Regions from separate parts of the Mus musculus genome. Here regions 2 and 3 are each linked to region 1. A link is a contact called in public Micro-C and promoter capture Hi-C data. All regions are on one chromosome and are shown on one strand. The core of a region is the stretch at or near the end of the contact, and the rest is flanking DNA. Distances in the headings are between cores, read along the strand shown. Region 1 holds the start of Msc (musculin). Region 2 holds the start of Ncoa2 (nuclear receptor coactivator 2). Region 3 holds the start of Lactb2 (lactamase, beta 2).

Region 1 (3,760 bases), core at 586-3,085:
TCCTGTCTTGTTCACAGGCCCAGGGAAAGGAGAAGGTCCAGAATCCAGTGGGACTTCCTTGGCCCAGTCCTTTGCGTTTACCACAATCCATCTAACTGCCCTGTCCCTCTAAGCGGAAGTTCCACAAAGCCTGTTGGCTGCAGAAACGTCTTTGCTGTCAGAGTCTGGGCGTCCAGAGACCACGAATGGCCACGTCTGAAAAAATTGAAATGAGCATCAGTTACGGAGGAGAAACGATCACAAAATGAAACCACTTTCCCAAGGGAATCCCGGCGGTCCCTCGCTTTTATTAGCGTTCTGGAAATGTGTGTGTCTTGTCCTTTGATTAGATTTTTAATCCTACTGGTTACTGATTATTTGAGAGCGACAGCGTACCTTCATGCTTTCCTCATGGGTTGCCCACATGATTTTTCTGTGAAAAGGGCGAGAGTTTAGAATTCTGTGATTTAATGTCCCCCTCCCTCACACACACACACACACACACACACACACACACACACACACACACGCTGCATTCCTTTTTAAATAGGTTTGGATGAGATCTTTCCCAAGCTCATGGAGCTGGCAGGTTAGACAGGGACTTTCCGGACAGTCGCGTCCAGGAAAACTATGTTGCATTAGTGTTTTCTTTTGTTTAAACCACTCAAACGTTTATTTAAAAAAGTTAGGTTCTCCCAATCTCCCCCTTCCCCCTTTAAAGAAAGCAGCACTGGCGATTCAACCCTGCTAGGTTGTTGTCTGGAAAAAGTTGGGCAACTGAGTTTTTGTTTGTTTGGTTGGTTGGTTTGTTTTGTTTTTCCAACTTGGCCTAAAAACTTAGAAATACTCCCAAGTGGGAAGCCACACTTTATCCCAGAAGTAGGGTGTTAACAGATAGCAGTCGCCAGGCAAAGGACCAGGACATTTTCAGATGGCTGGATGATTTTCTCCCAGCAAATGGCTGGCTCCTCTTGCCTTGATTCGGAGGTCACTGAACCAGATTCCTTACCACTGGTTCCAGAAACCTCCCCTCTTGGCTCTTCGTCTGGGGCCGAGCCAGCCCTGGGCCCGGGTAGCGCTCTGGGCTGCTGTCCCCCGGCCTCGAGCGCAGCATCCCTACCAGGTTCACAGGGTGCACATAGCTGTCCTCGTAGCGGTCCTCCTGCAGCAGCTGGCGCAGGTGCGCGATGTAGCTGGAAGCCAGGCGCAGCGTGTCCAGTTTGGAAAGCTTGGTGTCGGGCGGCACCCAGGGCAGGCTGGTCTTCAGTCTGGAGAAGGCTTTGCTCAGCACGCGCATCCGGGCGCGTTCGCGGGCGTTGGCCGCATTCCGCTGCGACTGCTTGCACTCTGCGGCCGAGCCCTTAGGCGGGAGCGGCTTCTTCCCCGCACCGCCTGCGCGGCCACCTGCGCCGCCAGCGTCAGCCCCACGGAGCCGCTTCCTCTTGCATCCTCCCGCGGCTCCCAGGGAGCCGGGCTCCTCTTCACCGTCCTCCTCTTCCGCAGAAGAAATGTCGCTGGGCGAGCCGTAACCGCGCTCCATGCGGAGCAGGGGCGGCCTCTTGGAGGCCGGGGCCGGGTAGACCCTCTGCAGCCCCCTCATCTCCGAGTCTTCGGGGTCACTCACCGAGCCGGTGGACATCGCCTATTCCCCGGCGCCCACGCGCGCGCGCCTTTCTCCTCCCCGGCCAGTCTCGCTTTCTCTGGCTTCTTCTCTCTGACAGAGGATGGGGTGTGGGAGAGCCCAGGGGAGGACCAGAGACCAGGGCTTGCCTCCGCACTGAGGCTCCCCTGTGAGCTGGGCGCCTGGAGTGGGCGCGATCTGCTGCTGACCCTGTAGCCCAGGGCTCTGCTGAACTTGACTCCGGATCCAAAAGTACAGCCGCGAGCTGAGCCTTTTGACAGGACTATTTATCTGTACTCTTAGGGAAAAGCCACCCCCCTCCCCCTCGGCAAAGTAGAGGGGGCTTGAAAGGGGGACAAGAGGTGGGGCAGGGGCGTGGAAGGGGTGGGGATCGTTTTTTCCCCCCTGAACCCTGCGGTTAGCGGGGCGGGGGCAAGGAATGTTTGCGCGCAAAGCAAAGACTTAGGCCTCTACGCCCACGACTGACCCTCAGAGTATCTGTGCGAGGTAAGTGAGATTTGGGAACAAAAAGAAAAGACCTTGTTCCTACTCATTCCATTTTCACCTGCAGCTGGTCTTAGTGGGAACTGAAGAATCTGAGCATGCCCAGTGCGGCTTGTCTCCCAGTGTGTTCCTGGGGACCTGTCATTCAAGTTCATTACTCAAGATGTGTGTTTGCTTATCCAAGGCTTCATAGAACGAGTACAGAGAAAGAGCAAAAACTAAGGAGCAGCTCCAATGACCCATCTCTTGACCCCCATCCCCCCTCCGCCCCCGCTTTTATAGTTCACATGGCAGCGCTTTTTTTCTACTTTGTCTTGTTTCATCTTCAAGCAATTTCTGAAACTTACATGTTATGATGTCCATCTTGCAAAATCACTGGGAGAGCAAATAAGTGGGATCAGGAATCTGTGTGTTTGTAGCATTTCAGTAGCCACAAGCCTCCTAACCTACACATCAAGAGATGTTATTTTCCACTGTTGTAAGATTTCCTCCGCGTGATTAAGGTTTGGACTCAGACCCAACGCTTTGAGAGCAAGTTCTTGGATGCAGAATAGTATGTCAGCACAGTTGCCTTGCCAAAATTAAAGAGAAAGGAAAGGGGAAAAGCAAAGCAAAGAAAGACCAATAACAACCAAAACCCAAAGGACTACCAAGCAGCCCCTAGAATTGTGCTGCATTTCAAGTCACAACAAAACACCTTGCCTTCCCCAACCCCAGAGCAGACAAAACAAGGTGGAAGGCAGGCCAAGTGTGCTCAAGCTGAGGGGCTTTGTTAACAAACAGACAGGTGTCAGCCGGGACTCCCGCTGTGCTCCAGACGGAGGAATTGGTGCCCTTAAAGGGTTGGGGTTTGACTGCCTTGGCTGAGCAGAAGGAAGCTGAGTTTCTTTTCTGTTCCACTCTGTTGTCTTCTTGTACTTCTCCTCTCACAGGTTCCAGATGAGAGTGGGTCAAGCAGATACGCGGATGCAGAAGCTGCCTAGCAAATTCTAGTCTTTACAGCAGAACAAATAGCTGAGCCCTGAGCCTGAAGTATCATAGCAGGTGGCTGGCAGGGGTTGATTCGGCCCTTCAGGCTTCCCTCCACCTTGTCTCAAGGCGATACCTCCCACTTAGGGGTATTGTGTACAACCACCCCTACTTGCTACCGTTCCTGAAGTTTTCTTGTACCTTTTGTCTTTGGTTGGGGGTAGGGTAAGAGAGGTTCTCATCGTGAGACAATTTGAGTAAAAAAGTCCTTTGCTCTCAGATTTTCTGGGTTGGGGAAACGCAGCTGTATTTGGCAGAGAGTTGGGTTTTGTTTTGTTTTTGTTTTGTTTTGTTTTTTTTGTTTTGTTTTGTTTTTGGATTGCTTAAACTTGACTGTAGGCAAGCCTGGCCAGGCAAAAGGGGGCGGGGTGGAGATGGGGGTGCAGGCAGAAAGATGGAAGGCAGAGGTGTTACATATAGATGACTTGAAGCTATCACTATAAATACATACTCTCACACATTAGGGGCAGGCATATAGGTTTTAAAAATCTGGGTTGTTTATACAGGTGCAGAACAAAGCTTTTCCTTAGGAAAGATTAATGGTGGGGGTATGCGGCATTTCTCTAAACAGTTCCCCAAACTGCCCAACCTCAGCGCTGAGGATTAAGGCTGCTTTCTCCTCCTTGT
Region 2 (3,760 bases), core at 524-3,023, 1.4 Mb before region 1:
CCAGAGAAAAGCAATATCTTCGCGCACCTATGCAGGTCTCCCCGGGTCACAGATTCTGTGAGTGACACTATTCCACAAACCCAGGTGCGGGTGACCAAGGGACGCGCCAGAGTGGAGGGCTCGCGGCGTCTCCAAGGCTCCCCCGCCCCGCCTGCAACTCAGCCCTAACTGGACGGAAGAAACCCCGCCTCCTTCCTGCCTCTGGCTCCCACCATTGGCTTACCGGTACCCGGCAGGTCAGTTCCTGCCTTCCATTGGCTCACTGCCCCATCAGTCAGGCACAGCCAGATTCGGGTCGGTGGGAGGGGAAGGAGTCGGAGGAGGTGGAGTGGGAGTGGGATTAGAGGACGAGGTGGCGGAGGAGGGTGCTCGAGCTCAGGCTCGGGTTTGGGAAAGTTTCCCCTGCCAGTGACAGGCCCTCTAGGCTTGAGGCCCAACGTCACTCCCGGAGAGTAAGGGGCTCGGGTCCCCGATTCCCGCCCCTCAGTCCGCAGGCCCCGGAAGCCACTTGGGGGAGGGGAAAGGGAGGGACCATGGAAGCAGGGACCGAGCCACCCCCGAGCGCGGCCGCGGCGCCTCCAGGACTCCCCCAGGGGCGGGGTGCGGGCACTCCAGCCCGCGGCGCCGACCCTGGACGCCTCCCCGGGAGCCTCCAGGGGCCCGGAGAGGAGGGTCCCCGGCCCAGGGCGTGACCGGGGCGCGAGGGCCGCCAGGACCCCTCCCGCTTCCCGCGGGGGGCCCCCGAGGGCCTGTCCCTGCAGGGGCCGCAGAAGGGGTACGGAAGAGGGGGCGCTGGCGAGCCAACCCGGAACCTCCTGGCCCGCAGCCCGCCTCCCGCCCCCGGCCGCGGCCCCAGCGCGCCTCCGGCACACATGCCCGCACCCAGAAAGTTAAGTCAGGGGCGAGCCCGGCGCGGCGCCGCCACCGCCGCCGCCGCCCGACCCCGGCTCCCCGCCCCCACCGCGGCCCGGCCTGCGCGGCCCGAGCGCTACCGCCCCGAAGCCACCCAAGCCCGAGGCCCCCCAGACGCCCGAGCCCCCGCCGCCGCCCCTGCCGGCCGCGTCACCTTCACACACCCCCGGCACTTCCCAGGTCCTGCCTCCCCTCGGCCGGCTCCCACCCGTGCAGCAGTGGCCGCACGCCTCCCGGGAAGAAAGCACCGGCCGCGACTGCGCCCGCCGGCCCGGGCTTCCCCCGCCTGCCCGGGCTGCGCCGCGCAGCCTCGAGGGGGCCGGAGCAGGGGCCCGCGGCACAACCGCCGCTTCCCAGCCTGGTGCTCACCTCTCGGCCGGCGCCGCGGGCTGCAGCCTCCACCCGCCTCGCGCTCCAGGGCTCGTCTCCCGAGCTCTCTCGCCCGGCGCCCGAGCGCCTCCTTTCTCTCCCGGGGACTCGGCGTCTTCCCGCCCTCCCCCCTCCCCCCGGGAGCCGAGTCCCCGGCTCGGCCGCGCCTCGAGGATGGGCGTCGCGGGCTCCGCACGCCTGGGCAGCGGTGCCCGCACACAACAACAGCCTGCCCGGCCGGCCGGCGCGCGGCTCCGCCGGGCTGCGCGCACCAAGGGCAGCGGCCCGGGTGGGAATGCGGCGCCCCCCGCCCGCCGCCCGTGAGCCCCCAGGGGAGGCGCGCTTACCAATGTGGCCGTCACGCCGTCAGGTGCGGGCTGCCGTCGGCGCTGACCTCCGCCGCCGCCGCGGGAGCCCAGGCTGCGGCCGCCATGTTCCCGTGTTAATAACTGCTGCCTGGTTGTTTATTTCAATGGAGATCCTCCCCCAGCTCCCTCCTCCTCCTCCCCCTCCTCCTCCGCGGCTCTGCACTTGCGGAGAGAGACACAGACCGCGCGAGCTCGCGAGCAGGGGAGGGGGCTCGGGCACGGGGCTGGCCCGCCCTCCGCCTCCCCGCCGCCTCCGAGCGAACGCTGTCACCGCTCAGGGGACCGGGCGGAAACTTGCGTCCCGCGCCCCCGAGCGTGGGCCCGGGAACACCGGGGCTACCCCACCCGCGGGGTCCTCAGCATCTCCCTGGCTGGCGAGACTTCAGAGCTCGGGGAGTTGGACAAGATGGGTGGCTGTGGTCTAGGGACCGTGACCTATGGGTGACTGGAAGTGAAGGGAGAGTCAACAGAGGACTCCATGCGAGGGCAAAGGGCAATGCCCAAAAGAAAGCTAAAAAGGGGGACTGGCCCGGGCCTGGGGGTGGAGGCCAAGGGACTGCCGCGCCTCCGACGGCAGGGACGCTGCGGCGAGAAGGTCGCGGAAAACCTAGTCCCAGAGGTGCCTCCCGCGCGCGCTCAGGCAGGGCCCGGTAGCCGGCAGCCTGCACCCCTCGGGCGCACCTCTGCACCCAGACGCTGTTCCGGGGCGCACTCCTTGGCCACCATGTCCCCTCGGTTTTTTCGTGGATACGCCTCCCCAATTGCTGTCCCTGAGGTCTCTGGAGGGGATAGAGGGGCGTGACCGCGGGAGGCGAACTTACCGGGGTACCACCCCGGGATTGCCTGACAAAGCAAAGGCTGCTCAGTATTTAGAAAGACCGAGGGGAGTGTTCTCCGCACGCAGTGAGACAACAAAAGTTTTGTTTTGTTTTTTAATTGGGGAATCCATTATCAAATCCTCAATGGAGTATTGGGATTAAGGAGACGTGGAGGAGTTTTCACGTTTAAATGTTGTTTGGTTTTTAACTGGAAAAGCAACTTCTTTTCCATTTAGATATAATTAGTTGAAAGAAATGAGCAACATTTGTTTGCTTAACGGAAGTTATCAAAATATGACAGGAACACGTTTCCTTATTTTAACTCTTATGAAAGGTCACTTGCCATAGACAATAAGTGTTTATTGAACTGTAACGACTTGGCACTGCATTAAGTGATTCACACACACTCCAAATTTTAATCCTCAAACCTTACGAAGTAATTGCTATTTTTATACCTCATAAAACATTGAAACCTAAAGAAGTAATTTTTGTAGAGTTACACAGTAAGCAAGGTGGGCAAGATTTGAGCCCAGGTCCATTAATTGCAAAACATGCTTTTTGATCGTATTTTTTTTTTAGCTCCAGTTTATTATGACAAAGAAAAAGAAAAGTATATGCCTACTTGGCTATAGCTAGAAAATATTTAGAAAGCTGTAACAAATGTTAACATTGGTGAGTGGAATCGGAAGGAGGTCTGCAATAGGCTACTTCACGTTTTTCAGGGAAGTGTCTGCTGTTTGGAATGATTGGTTTTGACCACCTGTTAGTAAATTTTAAGGATTTTTTTTTTAATTAGCTAGAATAAATTATGTTCCCCGAAGACTCAAAAGCCTTCAGCAGCTTAGGGACAGAACAAGGAGATACAGAGTGTCCCTCTGATCTGTCCTCCTCCACTCTTAACCCATAATATTTTTGCAGGGAGGTTGGGTTCCTCGCAGGAATGTCCCCATTGCCACTTAGATTTCTTCTCCTGTCCTAAATTCTTAAGAGTTAAGAAAGACTCTTGTTGCTTTCTATTCCAACTCTTGAGGGGAGAGGCAGCTATCCAGAGTCCATCAGTGCTCAGTGGCAACAGAATTAACATGAAAAAACTACCTGTGCTGAACGTGCAGACAAACACATCCCTGCTTCCATGCTGTGTTACTCAGTGCACCTTCTTACTGAATGCTCAAGACACACGACTGTCTCTAAACAATAAAACAAACCAAACAGCTCTTACAGTAGCGTAAAGAACTCCATGCCCAGCTGCCTCACTCCAGCGGGACCTGGAAGAATCATGTCACTTTGGAGTAC
Region 3 (3,760 bases), core at 405-2,904, 1.1 Mb before region 1:
GCGTTTTGTTTGCTCAAATACAGTGATGGTTCTGTTTATAAGATCAACTCAGGAAGGCCTGTGCTTCACTTTAGTAGGGTTCAGTCTGAAGAGCACAGGTAATGGGGGAGAGTTAAGAAAACACACACACACACACATACACACTCACTTGCACACACACATACGCATGCATGACACACAACTGTAACTGAATAGCATGAAGTTAGGATTGCATTTAGAGAAGTACAAAACTCTGATAAAGATGGAGAATGAGAGACCAGCAGCTAGAGAGGATGTTGTGTCAGCAAGGAGGGATTGGCCAATGAGCCCCAAAGTTAGCAGAAACAGAAGTGTAAAAATGAGTTCAATGATATAGTGCCACCTATCATCTTAGACCTTTTTGTGATGCGGAGCAGTGGACACAAGTCTTGAACATCTGCTTTGGACCCAGTTAATATTTGTTTCTAATCACCCTTTAGTTTGAGTAGCATCATCTGCACGTTAATTATTTTACCATTACTTACTACCTAAAGAGCCTATAAAAATAAAACTATTACTTAAGTACAATATATGATTCCAGTGAACATTTGTGCTTAGCAACTGTTCATCTTAGTAACTTCTTCATCCAGTTTGCATAGAAACCAGCCATCTATTTTAACCCTCGAAGAAAAGCAGGCTGTGTTGAATGTCCTGGAACCATACAGCAAACTCCAGCAGGGCATTCTCCAGGGTTATTCAGACTATTTGCAATTTCCGGCTTAGGTGCTGACTTCAGAATGGGTTTAAAGTGGCACATCGAAGAGATTGTCCTGGGCTCAGACCATACTCTAGAGGTTAGGCACTCTGCTGCTAAAAGCATGCCGGAAGCCTAAAGGTCCCGTACTTTCCCCTGGCCTGATTCACTCTGGGCTAAACCTTTTATGTCTACTTTTAGAGTCCGATGCTTGTAAATATCCTTTACTCTAGAAGAGTTAATATAATAGAGACTTTAAACGCAAACAAGATATGCTTGTCATACACGATTAGTAGAAAAAGCAAGAGTTAGTTTCTCCTACCCACAGGCTGGGTTGCTCTGTCGGGTTTAGACTCCGGTTGAACTAGAAGCAAATTCTGCCCTCTACTGTAAGAGACTGGATTTAGTATAGTCAATTGCTTACAGTAAACTTTTAAGGGCCTAGTTATATGACCCAACCAAGCCTGAAAGTGGCTATGTAGCCTAGGATGGCCTCGTACTGGGGGCGACCTCCTGCCTCTGCGTTCCAAACACTGGATTTCAAGTGTGCACTAACACACAGGCTACGGTAAACTCACTCGGTCACCACCTGCGGGCAGCGAGACAGCAAGTAAACTGTGAGTCAGACTTGGGAAGCCTGTGCTTTTCTTACACCCTCTGTCCTCCGCAGAGCTCGGGGACGCGCTGGGGGCTAGCCTGGCCTCTCGCTGCCTCCCTGCCACGTGACTGCGTGAGCTGCGGGGGCTCGGGGGTGGCGTTTACCTGCTGCCGGTCCCCACCAGGTACGTGTTGGTGCCTTGCAGGGTCATGGGACCCGGGTTGCAGCCCAACACGCGCACCACCCGACTGGACAGCTGCTCGATGCGCTGCAGAGCGGCAGCCATCTCTCTATCTACCTCGGTGACCGCCGGCACCCGAATTCCAAGTCACTCAGCGTGCTGCGACCTCAGGCTCGGAGGGCAGGGCGGCGGTCTCGTGACGTCAGGCCCGGCGCGGATCACGTGGGACTTCGCTCAGTGGCCCGGAGCGGATTGGCGGCCACTATCTTACGACTTGCTGGCACGCCCGTCAGCCAAGTGACGGGGGTGGGGTGGAGGGATGAGTTCGCGGTGACTGTGGCATGAGGTGGCCTGACCCGCCCGCACTGGCCTCAGCCGGCTCCGTCGCTGAGCTTCTTGTGTCTCTGAGCCTTGTTTCCAAGTAGCTTTACATATCCATAAAGAAGAATGCAGTTACTTCATTGAAGTTAACCTCCAGAAGTGGGGGAGGGAAGGTCACAAGCTAGGCAGGTATGGGGAGTATTTACTGAGTCACCAACTTAGGAAGGAATGGCAGGCTGGTGATTTGAAGAATAGCTTACCTTTTACAATAAATGATGGCAACCAATGCTTACTTGTACCTGTGTGCGTCTAGCCAAGGGCCACCTCCGAACATTACTTTTTAATCCTCAACAACAGGAAAAAAAAAAAAAAGTAAAGAAAAGAAAGAAAGAAAATAAAAGCGACTGTGCATATCTGCAGAGGCCAGAAGACAATTTGACAATTTCAGGTGACTCAGGAACTGTGCATACCCTTCACCAGTGTTGACTTGCCACCCAGGCCAGACTGGCCAGCGGTTGACAGCCCCAGAGATTCCCATGTCTCCATCTCCCCAGTACAGGCATTATAAAAATGAGACACCATGCCCCACATTTTTACATAGGTTCTGGGGGATCAGCCTCTGCTTGTCGTGCTTATAAGGCAATCACTTTAATAACTGATCTATCGCCCCAAACCCCATTAGTTATCTACTCTTAAAATCCCACGTAGTTCTTAACTCTTTTTTTTTTTTTTTCGAGACAGGGTTTCTCTGTGTAGCCCTGGCTGTCCTGGAACTCACTTTGTAGACCAGGCTGGCCTTGAACTCAGAAATATGCCTGCCTCTGCCTCCCAAGTGCTGGGATTAAAGGCGTGCGCCACCACCACCCGGCAGTTCTTAACTCTTAACAGGCACAATTTCCCCCCATTTTATAAATGTAAATTGGAGTTTGGGAGAGCCAAGCTCTGCTTCCACTTGTTTTACATGAGCACATGGTGCTATCTGCGCAGAGTGGAGGGGCTTGTTTATCTCCTCTCTATCCTACCCTTGCCAAGGGAAATAGGTTGGTTTAGTGTCCAAGGTGAAAGTGATATAATTGCTCTGTCTTTTCCAATTTTCTCTGCCTTTCCCAATCAGCAAGTATTAAGCATTGCTTCCCACTTTAAAATTTTTAGTTATAAGTTACTTATAAGAAAATGCACAGATCCTAAGATATCCATCAAATTATGATGAATATATACCACAAAAGAGATGTAGAGTGTATTCACTACCTTAGCCTACTCCTTTTAGGAATATGGCTCCTCCAGCAAATGCTGAGGCACACAACCAAGACTGAATTCACTATGTAGAAGAAAAACCTGGGTGGACAGTCTGGGACAACCCAGTAAGGCTGTCTTTCTCTGTGAAGTATGCGACTGCATGCTTACTTGAGTGGAGTCTAGTGCATGGATATATGTTGGTCTGCGTCCGCTGGGCATGGCCTCTTGGAGAGTTTGACTGTGTCTACAGCTGGTGGGATGGGTGCAGTGCTGTAGGGAAGCACCAAGACACAGCTTCAGGGGTGGGAAACCACAGTCTGAGATGTGGGAAAGCTGGAACTGGTTCTGGGGTCCCTGGGCCTGCGATGAGGCCAGGGCTGTGGGTTTCTCAGACTTTTGGACATACATCCAGGCACAGCTGAGAATCAATCACAGAAGAGCCAAGAACAGATTTGGAGGCCCACAGAGTTGGGACCAGTGTCTAATCCAGGGGTGGGGGTGGGGGAGGAGAAAGGGGAGCTCTGGCTTGTCCCATGGGTGATTGTCCTCAGATTGGCAGAGGCAGGCTTCATAGTGGTTGTCATTGGACGTGCAGAGAGGCTTTTTGCAGGAGAATTAAGTTGTGTCTCTGTAGTTGAATGCCTTTTTCATGACTTACTATGGTAGATCTTGATAAAAGAAACAGTTCATGCATGGTTCTAAATAGTTTATT

Evidence for each region. Promoter capture Hi-C pulls out the DNA fragments that hold promoters and counts their contacts. A called contact is a pair of places that touch in the nucleus more often than the background predicts.
Region 2: a contact with region 1 is called in a Micro-C map of embryonic stem cells, with 3 times the contacts expected there. The contact joins the promoter of Ncoa2 here to the promoter of Msc in region 1. A contact is called at or near these places in 2 of 484 Hi-C or Micro-C datasets (both in embryonic stem cells).
Region 3: a contact with region 1 is called in a promoter capture Hi-C map of embryonic stem cells, with 4 times the contacts expected there. The contact joins the promoter of Lactb2 here to the promoter of Msc in region 1. A contact is called at or near these places in 5 of 39 promoter capture datasets (the 3T3-L1 cell line, the C10 cell line, cranial neural crest and 2 more), 7 of 115 datasets of contacts at active chromatin or transcription factors (astrocytes, embryonic stem cells, extraembryonic endoderm stem cells and 1 more) and 2 of 9 other capture datasets (adipose tissue and embryonic stem cells).

Annotation. Positions count from the first base shown.
Region 1 is chr1:14,754,131-14,757,890 of GRCm38.p6, forward strand. It overlaps Msc (musculin), which reads right to left and starts at 1,836. Exons shown (of 2, transcript NM_010827.2): 1 at 1,100-1,836; 2 at 1-195. The coding sequence starts at 1,618. The coding sequence ends at 109. Gm9947 (a long non-coding RNA gene) reads left to right here and starts at 1,857. Exons shown (of 4, transcript XR_003947744.1): 1 at 1,857-2,107.
Region 2 is chr1:13,372,310-13,376,069 of GRCm38.p6, forward strand. It overlaps Ncoa2 (nuclear receptor coactivator 2), which reads right to left and starts at 1,774. Exons shown (of 23, transcript NM_008678.3): 1 at 1,629-1,774.
Region 3 is chr1:13,658,855-13,662,614 of GRCm38.p6, forward strand. Lactb2 (lactamase, beta 2) reads right to left here and starts at 1,655. Exons shown (of 7, transcript NM_145381.2): 1 at 1,475-1,655. The coding sequence starts at 1,596.